Regions from separate parts of the Mus musculus genome. Here all the other regions are linked to region 1. Evidence: chromatin contacts called from public Micro-C and promoter capture Hi-C data. All regions are on one chromosome and are shown on one strand. The core of a region is the stretch at or near the end of the contact, and the rest is flanking DNA. Distances in the headings are between cores, read along the strand shown. Region 1 holds the start of Ing3 (inhibitor of growth family, member 3). Region 2 holds the start of Wnt16 (wingless-type MMTV integration site family, member 16). Region 3 overlaps Fam3c (family with sequence similarity 3, member C).

Region 1 (4,979 bases), core at 582-3,081:
AGGTAAGCTGGGAACGAAGTCAGCTTTAGTTCAGAGACTATCAATCAAATCTTGGCCATGTAGAATTCCTGCTTGAACAGCTATGCATCCAGCCACTGTAAGAAGACAACGTCAAAAATCAGTTCTCAAGGAGGAGTCTAATAGAAGACAGGATCCCAAGAGGAATAGTCCCTATGTAAGAGTAGGTGAGCAATAAACTCTTTTCATATAAGAGGCCACTAAGAAAACATGCTTGTCTTGGACTTAAGAGGCCAATAAGGAAGAAAAAGTCTCCCTTGAGAGTATATAATGAAGTATTTTCATTACAGGTTCCAATTCAATCTATCGGTGCAATAGAATAAACCTCAACTACATAACTTAATTTGACCCTAAGTTTGATGGTGTCTTGCAGCAAAGTTGCAGAGTCAAATGCTAATATTCTCTAGCAAAACTCGATTTTAACTCCAGCAGTGAAATTTCTCTATATTTATAACCCTGGAAAAGTGAATTCAGAGTTAAAAACCCCAACACAGATGAAATTAGGCACTGTAAACAAACGTGGCTGCTTTTGAACAAAGAGCACAAACAGATAAATAGTTTTAGTACAAAATTTAAATTAAACAGGTGTAGACTAAATATATTTAACATTCAAGTAATAAGAAAATGGCTTTAAAAGAAGACAAAAGAGAATACAAGTATGTCATTGTAAATAAAATTGTAACATAAAAATATTGAGTAGTGAATAAAATGTGTCATACTGATTTATTTTCTTTTGTATGAGAAAGGGTCTTCCATAATCTGGGTTGGCTTCTAATTGCCTATGTTGCCAAAGCTCACACTCCTAATCCTCCTGTCTCAATTCTCCCACTTAGGGGATTACAGGTGTGTGGTGTTATAATCCACCAGATAGTCTAAGAAGGGATCATTTTCCCCAAAACACAGAAGCATTTAGTGTACGAATTTTTATGAAAGGCATTTTTAAGATAGAAACGGGGCGGTGATACACTTGTTATACCACCAGTGAACATTTGCTAGGGTTATTAAAAAAGCCTGCCCAGAACTATAAACATTAACCCAGCTACTTACCCAACATAAATTTAAATCATTGTTAGTATATGCCAGCAATGCATTAAATCACTATAATTTATGGTTGGTTGTTATTTATTCATCTATTTATTTACTTTATTGCGGATGCATTTGAACAGTTGTTTTACAATGAACACAAGATACACCGCAAAACATAACTGGCTACTGAATACTATTTTGGGTGTCTTTTAATTTGGGAAATGCACATTCGCTCCAGTCTCACTATAAATTATCTTAACGTTGCAGGGACACCAATCACTTGTCCCATTTATTTATCAGGAGTGAATAATGAAGATAAATTCCAGCAGCGAGTTCTGTTCTAAACAACCTGAATTTTCCGAACTTAGCCGATTATTCTAGCGTTTGGAATCTTTGCTATTTGCCTAGCACAGCCAGAAATCCATGACTCACAAACGGCGGGCTTAGAATCACCGCCCAGAACAGGTGAAAAGTTGTTCCTAGTTGTGTCAGGCAGGCGCATACAACTCCCGTCATCCCCCATGTAAGAAATCAACAAATAAACAGAGGCACCGCATTTCGGATTCTGGCGTGCCCGTTTCGCGCAGGCGTGTGGTTTCTGTAGTTGCCACTCCAAGAGACACCCTCACTAATGGCCACGCTCGGGGAAAAAGAAGACTACATTTCCCAGAATACCGCGGAGATCCGCACCGGCCGGTTGACGTCATCGCTGCAGACAGCCAATAGCAACGGCGGGCGGCAGTGAGGCAAGCGCCGTCAGGCGCCAAAGTGGAGCCTTTTTTTTTTTCCTTTGCTTTTTTTTTTTTTTTTTTCCTTTGCCGGAGTCGAGCGGGTGCTGCTAGCGGAGGCGCCATATTGGAAGGGACAAAACTCCGGCGACAGCGAGTGACACAAATAAACCCCTGGACCCGTTCGTCCCCGCAACAGTCAGGGCCGCGATGTTGTACCTAGAGGACTATTTGGAAAGTGAGTGCGCGGCGCCGGCGACGCGGCGGGCGGGATCGGCGGCGGGCGGGAGCGCGAGTGGCCGGGCGGGCGGGATGGCGGGAGGGAGGGGGAGCGGGGGATGTTTCTTTCTCACGGTAACTGGCAGCCTCGTTGTGAGCCGCCCCCCCTCCCGTACGCACGCACGCACGCACGCACACACGCGTGACGCCAGCGCGTCCCTTCGCCGTTGGCCCCGCCCTCTGACGGACTGTGCCTTTGACAGTGATTGAGCAGCTTCCGATGGACCTACGGGACCGCTTCACGGAGATGCGCGAGATGGATCTGCAGGTGCAGAGTAAGTGGCGCGTCTCCACGGCCCCGCGCAGCCCCGGCCTCCCTCGGGCATCGCCTGGCGGGTCCTCCGCGCTACTTTTTTCAGGCTGTGACAAGGAGGCGGCGGGCACACCGTACCGTTAACACGCGGGGCACAGCAAACACAGTTGTTTGTGTACTGCATGGAGATGACGACACTGCACCGCAGTGGAAACTCGCGTGATTTTCAGAAGGTTTGCACCCGAGCCTGGATGTGGAAACTTGGAGTTCTGCATTCAGACTTAAAAGTTCATTACATTCCGAATTTCTCCAGAGCAAAGACATAGAAGGGCAGGCTAGGGACCCTAGTGAACTCGGAAGGCCGAACTTTGACAAGTTGCATATTAATGGAAGACACTTAGAGCTGTGAACAGCGTGGACACTTTCTCAGCCAGAAATGAGTGAGAGAGATCAGATTTTAAGGAAATCACCCGCTTGCTCTTTAGAAAACTGTAGACGTTTGATAGGCTTCCCTACTGGTTTCTTGTTTTGTAAACACAACCACGTCATTCAGGCTGGTCTCACACTCAATATGTATAATAATCCTAGGCTTGCTCTAATCTCCTCATCTTCCTGCTTCTGTCTGCCTAGTGCTTGGCTTTTCAGGCATTGCTAGCATTGATTTTTTTTTCTGTCAGTGCTTGGCAGCTTTATATGTGACTTATTTCCAAAATGAACCTTGTTCTTTTGAAAAAGCCAGACTGGAAGAGGCTCAAAGGTAACTTGAGTTTGCTAAGGGCTTGTTCTCTTCATTCATGAGCCTCTGCCGCCCCTGCCCCTCATTTCTGTACCTTTTGTCCCTGACTGTACTTTTCTCATCTCAGTCTCTGGGTCATCTCTTGGGGTGCATTGCCCAATAGCCTCTCATAAATCTGTGACTGGAATAGGTGTGCTTTTTCTCTTTGACTTTAAGGTAGTTGCAGTAGTAAACACCTGCCGAAGCACATTCCAGAGGGATTGAGTAGAGTTTGGTGGCAGACAGATTTGGGTTCACTCTTGGACAGGACGACTAGGACAACTCCAGCCTTGCTGCCTGGGGGGCTTGTTTGCTTTTTTTTTTTTTTTTTAAAAACTGACAGTCTTCTGAGGATTTAAACTAATACAGATAATTAGGATGTATAATGCCCATTACAAATAGGTTTAGAATAAAGGATAATTTAAAACATTGTCAATCATTCAATTTTTTTAAAATTCTGGGATAGTTTGGATTTAATCTATTCATATGACAGTGCTTTCAAGTTTACTTACTTTGTAATCCTGGAGTTTTCGGAAACAAAGTGAGTAGGCATTAAAAGTATCAGCATGTCTAAGGTCAGCAAGTAGCTGAAAGTAAATTGTGTTTTAAAAATGAAGATTAACTAGAGCATCTCAGCATCTTTTGTAAAAAGCCATCCTGCTCTGAAGTTGCTTAAATGATAAATATAGTGGGCAATTTTTTCTCCATTTCCATCACAACAAAACCCCTTTTATTTATTTTTTTAGCAGCCATCCACTGAGGTCATTATTTTTGACCTGGGCTTTGGCGAAGCCTTACATAGAGTAAATAGCATGTGTGTTGAGTGAATAAATGGTGAGCAACGGTCACATATATTATCCCTTCCTGTGAGAGGACGTGATGAGGTGCTTGGTGCTATGGAGCAAGTGTTGACTCTGTCATCACTATTTTTATTAAAAGAAGTATGAGACCGTCCCAGGAGTACTGTTAGTAAGCAGCTCTGATTGCCGTAACCAGCTGACTTAATGCCATTAACTTTGATTTCAGTGCGGGTTGTGGCGTAGATCCTTGTCTGTACAATTCACTCTACCTTGATTACTGGAAAATGTTTTGAAATAGCAAAGTCAGTACAGAATATTTCAGCTTTTTAAAAACTAATGTAATGAAGGCACCACTGCTTATAGTACAAAATGTGTATAAGCTAAAACAGAGTTGTCAGATGTCTTTTTTTTTTCCTCAAATCAAAGCAGTTTGGTCGGCTAAGTATGAAATGTTTTATTGTGTCAGATGCAATGGATCAACTAGAACAAAGAGTCAGTGAGTTCTTTATGAATGCAAAGAAGAATAAACCCGAGTGGCGAGAAGAACAGATGGCATCCATCAAAAAAGTAAGTGTGATGCCTTGGATAATTGGCAGTCACATTGGGACCCTCTAGGAGAGATAGTAACATTACGTAGATACCTGGATATGGAGTGAGGGCACTTATGAGGGACTTGGGGGCACTTGGTATATTCTAGACCAGCAGTTCAACTCAAGGGGCAGATGACCTTTTCACAGGGTCACCAAAAGCCATCGGAAAACACATTACGATTCAGAAATAATCTCATGGCCGAGGCTCACCACAGCATGAGGACCTTTGTTAAAGGGTCACAATATTGGGAAGGTAGAGAAGCACTGGTTTAGAGCTTCCTGTAATTCTTGCTGAAGTTTATTTTAGCTAGTGCTGCGGGCCTTAAGGCTGTCCTGCAGATTAGATTACAGATTAGATAAGCTCACTAGTGCTGTGTGTGTGTGGGATCTGGTGTCTTTCTTTAGTGGTGTCTAGGAACACAACTTTCAAAGATTTGGCTTTGGTCCTCACTGCCATGTAGCTGTGTGACCTGGGTCAAGTCTTTTAACATGAGGAAGAATAAGTCCTTA
Region 2 (4,504 bases), core at 1,015-3,514, 340 kb after region 1:
AAAAAAAAATGAAAAGAAGAAAGAGACAGAGTAAAAGGAAATCTGCGGGCATATAACAGGCTCTCACTTGTGAAAGTTCACAGAGCCTGGCACTCACCTGTCTGCTCACTGAATGTCAAGTGTACCCCTCCAGCTGGGTGAACTAATGGACACGTCTACTTTGTTATAAAAGCCCTAGACCACATGAAAGAGACACTATAGGACTGTCTTGGACCTGAAAATGTTGTGCTGGTGGGCTGATTCCCTAAATGGCATGTTCTGATGTCTCTCCCAAGGCTTTAGCAGAATGCCTGTGCAGCACTGGATCCCTAGAGGAAACATGAAGGCAGGATTCAGCAGGCTCGTCCATTTGGCCCACAACTCTGGATTATCCTCGCTGTGTGTTCACGGCACACTTTACTTCCCACACTGACTGTATCAGAATGTAATTGTGAGTTTACTTGTCTGTTTTGTCAAGTAAATTATGATCTCTACAGCTGTGTGGTTCAGTGCCAGTCTCACATTTTAACCCAAAGCAGTCTCAATATATATTTCTGAATTAAAAAAAAAAATCAAACACAGTTGGCCTTTAAAAATCAGCTTAAGCAATTGATGTTCTCCACACCCTCTACCCAAACCCAAGATTGCACCCTCTCCAGTTTCCCTTACAAGGAAGAAATGTCTCTATTTTCAGCCTTTAGGCCACTTAGGCATCTGTTCGGGATGTTCCTCATCATGTTAATCCACTCTGTGAGCTGCGCTTCAAAAGACTATCTGCTTCTCCGGGACCAATGGCCGTGGAACAGCTATGGGTGTACTCTGGTCCCTTCTTGGAGAGGCTTAGAGGATAAAGTGGGCTTGGATAAAGGCTCCGACTTTCAGAGAGGCCACTAGCTATTAGCCAAAATATTTCTGGATCAGTAACCATACCCTATCATCAACTTGACTTTCTAAAAATTACAGTGTGGTTTTAGGACCTGGTACGTAGTGTGCGCGCAGTGCTTGCTGGATAAAGGAGTGAATGGGACAGGATGGGTGTGTGAGTGAGCTTTGATTGACCTTAAGTGAGGCTGAGTATTAAAAGCAAGCAAAAGCTGTCCAAGCCTTTCAGCGCTGAGGCTAAGTGTGGTCACCCACCGAGATGATAGCACCTGGAGAGTTTACTAACATTCCAGATGTCCTCTTGGGAGCAGGTGAAAACCCTGTGCCTGTAAGTAGAGGAGGCGGGGCTCTCTGATACCACAACAAAGCATATTCCTGGCACCTTCAAAGGGTTCTTGAAGACAAAACTCTGACTGCTTCTCAGAACCCTTCCTGCTTCTAAAGTACATTTGGTGAAAGCCTAAGCTGCCAATTCCATTTACCTATAATCTCTGTTACTGATGATCAGAATTCATCTGGCCTTAGATTTGTCTGCCTGGCTGGGTTTTACACTGGTGGAAAGGGGTCTTATTTCCACAAACTTCCATAGGTCTGGGCATGCAGTTGGTGTGGGTGCAGGATTTCTGTTGTCGTTGTTTCCACTCGGTAGCCCTGTGGAAGGTATCCTTGGGTGGGGGGTGGGGTCAGTGTGGGTCAGAAGAGGGTAGGGACAGCGTTCATCTATTTGGAATGCTCTAGTCAGCTCTCACCCATTTGTCTGCCTGCCATTTTCCCCCTTAGAAAAGCCTGTGCTCCCAAAAGCTACAGAAATAAGACAAATGAGAAAAGCCATCACAGAACCTAAGTAAAATACGGGGAAATTTGATGGAAAGCTGGAAATAAATGTGTATACAATGACACGAAAAGAACCCTTCTCGCCTATCCTCTCCGCTTCCAAGGGTGGAAAGATCAGCTTTTTGTGGTATCAATTCTGACCTTATAAAGATAATTCACCAGTGAGAAATACAAGAAAGAAGAGCAGAGTGCTCCGCCCCCCTCCCTTCGGGCCCCCCCACACCTTTACCCTTTTTACTCAAAGGGTAAATCTAGATGTGGCTAGATTTTCTCTCAAGGATGCTAAGAAGTGCTCATCGTTTCTTTGCTCTCCGCTTGACTCAGTCTCGCAGTGACCTCCTCTAAGGACATTGTGAGAGGAGGAAAGGTCGTGACACTCCCAGGTCTAGTTAGACAGTCACGGAGGCTCAGCCCAGGAGCGCCCCCCGCAGAGCCCACTGTTAGCCAATGAGACACTGAAGTTTCCAGATGGTGAGGTACAGGGTTGCTGCTGAGCCAATCAGACTCCAGGCGCGGTCAGGGGGGGAGGAGATGCGAGGAGAAGCCTGGGGCGATGGAGACACAGAGACATCAGCAGAAGTTTCTCACCTTGGAAAGTGAGGGAAGCTCCCGCATCTCCAGCTCATCCTCACCTCTGCGCCAGAGGACCTTAGGCTACTTTCTCCGCCTTATCTTGCCTAGGGGACTGCTGATAGTCTCTGTCCTTGCTGCCCTGTTTAATGTTACCTTCCAGGGGAAAGAGAGCAAGGAACAACTGGGTGCTAAGAAACTGACCCCAGGCCCTGCGGGCCTCTGGAGAGAGGAGACAGAGGAGGAGTGGCTGGGGCTGGGGGTCTCCATGCGTGGGCCATGGACAGAGCGGCGCTCCTGGCCCTGCCCAGCTTGTGTGCGCTGTGGGCAGCCGTGCTGTCGCTGCTCCCCTGCGGAACCCAGGGCAACTGGATGTGAGTATGGGCTCTGTGGAGGCATATAGGGTGGCTGGTCAAAGGAATGACCCAACTAGTGGGCTTTCAACTTGAGGCTGGGAGAGAAGGGGTGGAGACCCTAGGAACGCTGACCTAATGCTTTTGGGGTGGGGGAGGGAAAGGGGAGAGGCTTACCTCAGGGGTGCCGCGTCTTACAGGTGGTTGGGCATCGCCTCTTTCGGGGTACCGGAGAAGCTGGGCTGCGCCGACTTGCCGCTGAACAGCCGCCAGAAGGAGCTGTGCAAGAGGAAACCGTACCTGCTGCCTAGCATCCGCGAGGGCGCCAGGCTGGGCATTCAGGAGTGCAGAAGCCAGTTCCGACACGAGAGGTGGAACTGTATGGTCGCCACTACCACTTCCACCCAGCTCGCCACAGCCCCCCTCTTTGGCTATGAGCTGAGTAGCGGTGAGTCACCAGGACCCTCGGGGATGGTAGGACATACAAGGCGACAGCTTTTCTGCGCGTTCCTTCGATAGAGTGTATAGCGCCTGCACAATTCGGTGCTGGCAAGGTCTTCAATATGGAACATTTGGTGCGAGGTGGGGGTGGGGGAAAACTGGGGCAACAAGGGCCAGCCCCCAGTGTGCAGGTGCGGCCCTGGGGAGGGACGTCCGAGATCTACAGAAGGACTCTTAGAAGGGCTGAAATTCTCCTTGCTTCCCCTGGCCCCTGCCAAAGTTTCAGAAAAACTGAGTTCCTATCCCGTCGACCCCAAGGACCCCATGGCGCCCCGCTCCGTGGGTGACCAGCTGGACAAACATGAGGTCTACAGCCGAGAATGATGCAGCCGCATCTGCTTTGATTTAAGCAGCTCTGTGGCGCCCAGAGCTGCGGACAAGTGGCAATTGAAGCACAGCCGCACGTTTTACTGACTCCTGGGAACACCAGGTTTAGTGCACGATGGTGATTTTTTTTTTAAGGGACTGTCACCTGAGCGCGACTTCTGTGTCCCCCACTTTTCTGTTTCTTCCATCTCTCCTTGACCGGGCGGGAGCTCTCTCTGCGGTACGGGGAAAGTGCGGTGGAAAAAGAAAAAGTTCTTCCTACAGACGTGGTGACTTAGCGGGGCTAGTGGTGCTAGGATGCTTCCTGAGATATTAGCAAAGTAGGAGTTTTAGGCCTGAGGCACTGAAAGATGCGCTGTCGTTTTTTTAAAGTTCATTTCCGTTCGTACTGCACTTTGACCCTTCTCCAGTCAGTTTCTGCACGCGCCTCCACAGAGCTGTGCGTCCCAGCTCTGAGTTTTGTCTGGCAAGTGATGCTGAAGGATCCCTGGCCTGGGGGTGGGGGTGGGGTAAGGGCTAAGAACCAGGAGGAGAAAGAAAAAGTAAGAAAGAGAGAGAATGTGTCCTAAACAGTTGCTGAGATGCAGAAGCATTCGTTACCGAAAAGGTTTATTGGACAACCGGCGTGAAGCAGTTTCTATTCCAATCTAAACATCTGGAAAGAAAAAAGTTGCCTGCTGAGTCCTTCCGAGTCTGTTTTATGAATGTCTTAATGGAAATTTGATTTCAAAGATTTTAACTCCAACTTTACTGATGGAGTACAAAGTGCAACTGTTTCAAAATAGTATACTTTTCCACAACAATGCATTTTTACAAGTTTTCAATGATCTTGTTCTCATTAGTTATATGACCATAAAGCCAGCTGCACTGCACTGTGTAAAATGTTTACAACTCAATACCAGTGATTGTTATTCATCATATTCTCCCCCTTTAAAACCTTATCTTTGATGTGAAAGAAAACGAATATGTATCTACCAGTTGTCTTGATTTTTGCTAATTTTAGTTTGCATAGTATCTATTTAAAGAAAGGTCACACCAAAATTTTCTGATTGTATTTT
Region 3 (4,972 bases), core at 1,027-3,526, 380 kb after region 1:
CACGACCTTCGAGCTCTGAGCCATCCGATACTCACACATTGTCCTCCAGGCAGATCTTGGGTCCCACGACATTGGCTGCTCCACTAGCCATCTTAAAAGCAAAATGCTTCTCTGGGCACGCCTTTGAGATCCCACACTTGTACCTCGGAGGTTTCGTAGCTTTGGGGAGAAGAGAAATACGTTTGAGATTCTTTAGAAAACAAATTAATTAAGATTTCAGATAATTTTAGATCTCAAACTATATACACGAAATCACATATATAAGACATTAAGGTATACCTAGTTAGGGGCTAGAGGTGGGGGTTCAGCGATTAGGAGTACTGGCTGCTTTTCCAGAGGACACAGGTTAAACTCCCAGCAGCCACATAATCAACCATCTATAACTCTAGTTCCAAAGAATCAGATGCCCTCCCAGCATCGTTGAATATCAGGAACACACGTGGTGAGCATACATCCATGCAGGCTGTACACCACACATACTTTAAAAATTAATTAAAAAGGCGAGACACACATTCTTTAATAAACTATAAATAAATAAAAACTTTCAAAATCTGTCAGAATGTTTTTCTCTAAGAGTATCAAAAGAACAAGAAGAAAGGCAAAGCTTCCAATATAAAAAGGCTCCCTTATTCAGACCCTCGTGAGGAATGAGCTAACCTGACAGAAATGGATCGTGCCATATGATCTTGCTCAGCAAGGCAGATTTTACTTAATCATTCTGGAAGTTAAATTTCAGGGTGCCTGAGGCTTTTTAATTGGCTCCTTTGCATTGTCTAGTCCAAAGCCAGGATCAGTGAAAGCTCAGTCCTTCCATCCATCCAGGTATCAGCGGCAGCAGACTCCTCTATTCGATAAACATCGTCTGTGCTTACGCCATGGGTCAGAACCCAAGTGAAGAGCAAACGCCCAGTGGGAATGAAGAGCCTATGACAGTAGGACATCCAACACAACTTGTCTCCTTCAGGGTTTGTTCACAACCTGCCCACACTCGTTGGATAAAAGCTTTCCAATGAACACACAGGATAAAGTACTTATAAAACACCAAGATGAGAGACTTACAACGAATGGCTGAGTCCAGCGCGGATCGAGCTAAGGAGAGAAACAGTTAAGACTATTAGAAAGCACAGGCCCATTGGCAATGACCTACTTTCAACATATTAAAGCTTCTAATAAGCCTAAGCAATGTGTGTGTGAATGACTGCGCATCTACATCACAATATCACTTCAGAGAAGCAGTTACCTGCCCACTATGTAATTCATTATGGGCAAGTGTGTGCTGAAATCCTGGAGAAGCTGTGTTTTATTAGTGAAATGTCATTTTAAACATTCTATTTGATTATTTACTGCAAATTTGGATCCTACTCAAAAAGTCAGCCTGAAAATATATCTTTAAAAGACTACAGTGTGTGTTGATGAACATGATAATATTTAAATGATGCTGCTTCTGCTGCCACGGCTGCTGCTGCTGGCCAGTGCTGGGTACCCACACAGCCCTGGAGAACGTTCATAAACCCATCTTGGGGGGCGGGGAGGGTTGCAAGGCTTTGGAAGTCCAAAGAGGTAAAAGTTGGGGAACCTGAATTTCTCAGAACAAAAGTGTACTGGTTGGCATAATGATATTAATGCTGTTACTAAGAGTTTACTTCATCAGTTCAAGGAAGGGCAAAGGTCAGCTCTTAGCCCCCACAGTGGGTCTCAACTGTCCTCCTTCACAGTTACGCTTGGCGCTCTGTAACACTCCAGTGTCTGATCCCAGTCCAAGAAATGTGGACAGGGACCATCAAAGTACTGTGGGCAGCTGGCTCCTGCTTTGGCAAATTAGTACACAGTGAAAGAAGCTGGCCAGCTGTCTGACTATAAATAGACACTTAAGTTTTTACTTCTGTACTATTTTTGATAACTGTGAGTTTCCTGCAAGTCTACTATTCAAATGATAGAACAGAAAGTTAAAGCTGAAAGGGAGTGGCGAGGTATTTTAAGAGAAGAAACCAAGTCAGAGGCTTCAACTCTCAGAACACTTAGGAGAATATTATACACCACTAAAGTCACACAGCTGGAATGCAGGGAAAGAGTAATGCCCTGGACACAGCACAACAGCCTCCCCAACTCCATAACCCAGGCACAGAAATGATTCCCAAGGAAAGACAGCCACGAACAAGCAAATAACAAGCAGAAAGGGGGAGGGGTAAAAGGAGTGGAGCAAGCACACACGCAGGTGCTGCGGTTTCCCTAGCTCACTCTTTCCATTTCCTGGTATAATTACAGAGATCAGATCCGATGCTTTCGCTCTTTCGAATGAGAAAACTAACCCCCAGAACTAAGTCAGCAATGTGCAGGCTAGACACGCTCAACCTCAGTCTGTCTTTAAGAAGAAAAACGATGTGAAGGTGCAATGGGTAGCGGCAGGCTTGACACCAAGCCGGGTGTTCCCAGCATCCAGACGCTGGAAGGAGAGACCTGACTCTCCCAGGTGGTCCTCTGACCTCCACTCATGCGCCATGAACACATGTACCAACACACATATACAAATATGTTTACACACACACACCACACTAATAAGCACAGTTAACAAAAAAAGCAATTAGCTGGCTGAAGGTGGCACACGCCTTTAATCTCAGCCCTCAGGAGGAAGAGACAGGTAGACCTGAGTTTGAGGCCAGCCGGGTCTACAGACTGGATAGCCAGAGCTACACAGAGAAACCTTGTCTCAAAAAAGCACAAACCAAACATTATTAATTAACTAATTAATTAGTTAAAGAAAAGAATATATCACCAGACTCAGGTGTTTAAATTTCTAGAAAGGAGTACTGTTAAAATCAGGAATTCCACTCTCCCTGACCCGTGCTGGGCTAATTAGACGGCAGGTCATCTGATCTATTATGGTAATAGGGAATGGGAGAGGAAGATCAGAACAGAACTAAATAATTCCACTCTTTCCTATGTGTTAGCTCTGTCAAGTACTTCTTGGTGATTACTGACATGGTCATCGCGTTTCAGATATAAGGAAACGGAAGACAGAGCAGTTAACTCGTGTGTGTTTTAGGTCATAATTGTGATTGGTGGAGCTAGCTTCTATTTTTTAGTGTATGTTTAATTTCTCATTACATTTACTTATTGAGGTGTATGCATACAATGTAATGTGTATGCATATGTTGTATATGTATGGATACGGGCGTGCCAAGGGACACACGTGGAAATCCCAGAGGACAACTTACAAGAGCCAGTTCTCTCCTTCTACCATGTGGGTCCTAGGAATTGAACTCAAGAAGTCAGGCTTGACGACAAGCATTGTTTCCCTGCTGAGCAATCCTGCTGGTCCCAAACAGAATCATCTCATATAGCACTCAGGCTGGCTGCACCACTCACTTCTAAAGGGTGACTATGAGCAGACAGATCACCAGTCAGTCCCAGAGCACAGTGGCAGGGTAGGGACCTTTACAGTTAACTCTTCCAGAAAATGAGATGTGGTGACTTTTTTTTTTTTAAGTAGTCTCAGAGAAGGAAGGGCAGAGTAACTCTAGGACCGGGGAGCTGGCTTCGTGGTTATGAGCACTTTTGTTGCAAAGGACCTGGGTTCCACTCCCAGCACCCACCTGGAGGCTCACCACACCCTCAGGCACCATGTATAAGAGTACTGCAAAGACGTAACATGTGGGCCAAACACCCACATACATGAAACAGTAGAAATAAATGTCTAAAAATTTGAAAACAATCAGATCATTTTGCTGGTTACATTTCAGATGCCAGATCTGTAATTGCTACTTAGTTAAAGACAACGGCCTGGAAATCTGTTTGTGAGTCATCGGGCTTCAGGGTAAATCGCCCTCCGTGGAACATGTGTTAGCTGATGAGAGGCTTGAAGGGAAAGCCATTCTCAAGAAGCACTTCTAGACACGGTTAGTTTACTTGTATCCAAAACCCATCAAAACCGAAAGATTTGTCCCCAGGGCTGCAATTAGGAGAATGTAAACCTGCAGGTAGCAGATGACCTAATTTTCATGAATACGGGTGATTGCTAAAGTGTCAGGTGCAAGCCCAGCCTGGAAGACAAGAGCCTCTCTTCACCTGCATGGTTTACTTCTGACTCTAGGTGATAACCCCGATCTTTCATTTCTTTTAGATAATACATCAAGAGATGGACACACCCTGCCTGATTTCATCAGACTTCCATGAATGTCCTTCAATTAAGTCAGACTATAGGATTAGAACTAAGTTGTACCTAAGCTTTTAATACTGTCTTAACTACCCCATATATGTTGTACTTACCAATGGCTTAGACATAGAAGTCTAAAAATAATTACATCCACAAATTCACTGCAGCAATATCTGCAGTGGTAACCTGGACTTTGTTCAGCTCTGTACTAGTTAAAGGCCCATGCTGAAAACTAACCCCGCATTAAATCAGGGCCAGGAACATGACTAACAGACTGTACAAGTCCCTGTCCAGCCTGTGAATGGGTGGAATTCTAAAGCAAGGGTATCCAGGGTCTCTGCGTATTATTTTTACAAATGGAGCGTGACTTGATAATTCCTTCAAGATTAAGTCTTATTTAAAAAAACTAGTGTTTGTGTATTTGGGAGTGGGACATGCTGGGGACTAAATCTAGATATGCTAAGCAAGGTAGTCCTCACTTACCACTGAGCTACACCCCCATGCCAAAACACTTCATTTAGGAGATTATAGTTTTTAGTTGTTGTGGTTCTTTGCCTTTTAATTTTTATTTTATTCTTTTACATCACAATCTACCTTGGTAGTTTCAATTATTAACTGTGGGCACATTTTTCATTCTTCCTGTCTGGAAATGTCTGTTTTATTTTTCTGAAACACTATGATATAAAGAGCTTGAGACAACGAGCTAGGTTTAGTGAGTGCATGTCTTTAAGCCCAGCACTTGGGAGGCAGAGGGAGGCAGATCTGAGTTCAGGGCCAGCCTGGTCTACAGAGTGAGTTCCAGGACAGCCCAGGCTACAT

Evidence for each region. Promoter capture Hi-C pulls out the DNA fragments that hold promoters and counts their contacts. A called contact is a pair of places that touch in the nucleus more often than the background predicts.
Region 2: a Micro-C map of palatal mesenchyme shows a contact between it and region 1, with 1.9 times the contacts expected there. The contact joins the promoter of Wnt16 here to the promoter of Ing3 in region 1. A contact is called at or near these places in 1 of 484 Hi-C or Micro-C datasets (palatal mesenchyme), 2 of 115 datasets of contacts at active chromatin or transcription factors (bone marrow-derived macrophages and pancreatic cancer cells) and 2 of 9 other capture datasets (adipose tissue and pancreatic islet).
Region 3: a contact with region 1 is called in a promoter capture Hi-C map of pre-B cells. The contact joins the enhancer-like site here to the promoter of Ing3 in region 1. A contact is called at or near these places in 1 of 39 promoter capture datasets (pre-B cells), 3 of 484 Hi-C or Micro-C datasets (pre-B cells, regulatory T cells and rod photoreceptor), 3 of 115 datasets of contacts at active chromatin or transcription factors (bone marrow-derived macrophages, memory CD8 T cells and pancreatic cancer cells) and 2 of 9 other capture datasets (adipose tissue and liver).

The regions. Positions count from the first base shown.
Region 1 is chr6:21,947,784-21,952,762 of GRCm38.p6, forward strand. Ing3 (inhibitor of growth family, member 3) reads left to right here and starts at 1,832. Exons shown (of 12, transcript NM_023626.4): 1 at 1,832-2,010; 2 at 2,255-2,326; 3 at 4,346-4,446. The coding sequence starts at 1,983.
Region 2 is chr6:22,285,963-22,290,466 of GRCm38.p6, forward strand. It overlaps Wnt16 (wingless-type MMTV integration site family, member 16), which reads left to right and starts at 2,265. Exons shown (of 4, transcript NM_053116.4): 1 at 2,265-2,639; 2 at 2,819-3,066. The coding sequence starts at 2,545.
Region 3 is chr6:22,328,520-22,333,491 of GRCm38.p6, forward strand. It overlaps Fam3c (family with sequence similarity 3, member C), which reads right to left. Exons shown (of 10, transcript NM_138587.4): 4 at 1,060-1,089; 5 at 36-159. Among named protein-coding and RNA genes, the nearest start is that of Fam3c, 25 kb to the right of the region's middle. Within about 2 kb of position 2,277, at least 62 of the 459 cell types and tissues checked have an H3K27ac peak or open chromatin away from gene starts, as enhancers often do. A contact at or near this core is called in memory CD8 T cells, pre-B cells, regulatory T cells and 1 more, where this site is marked.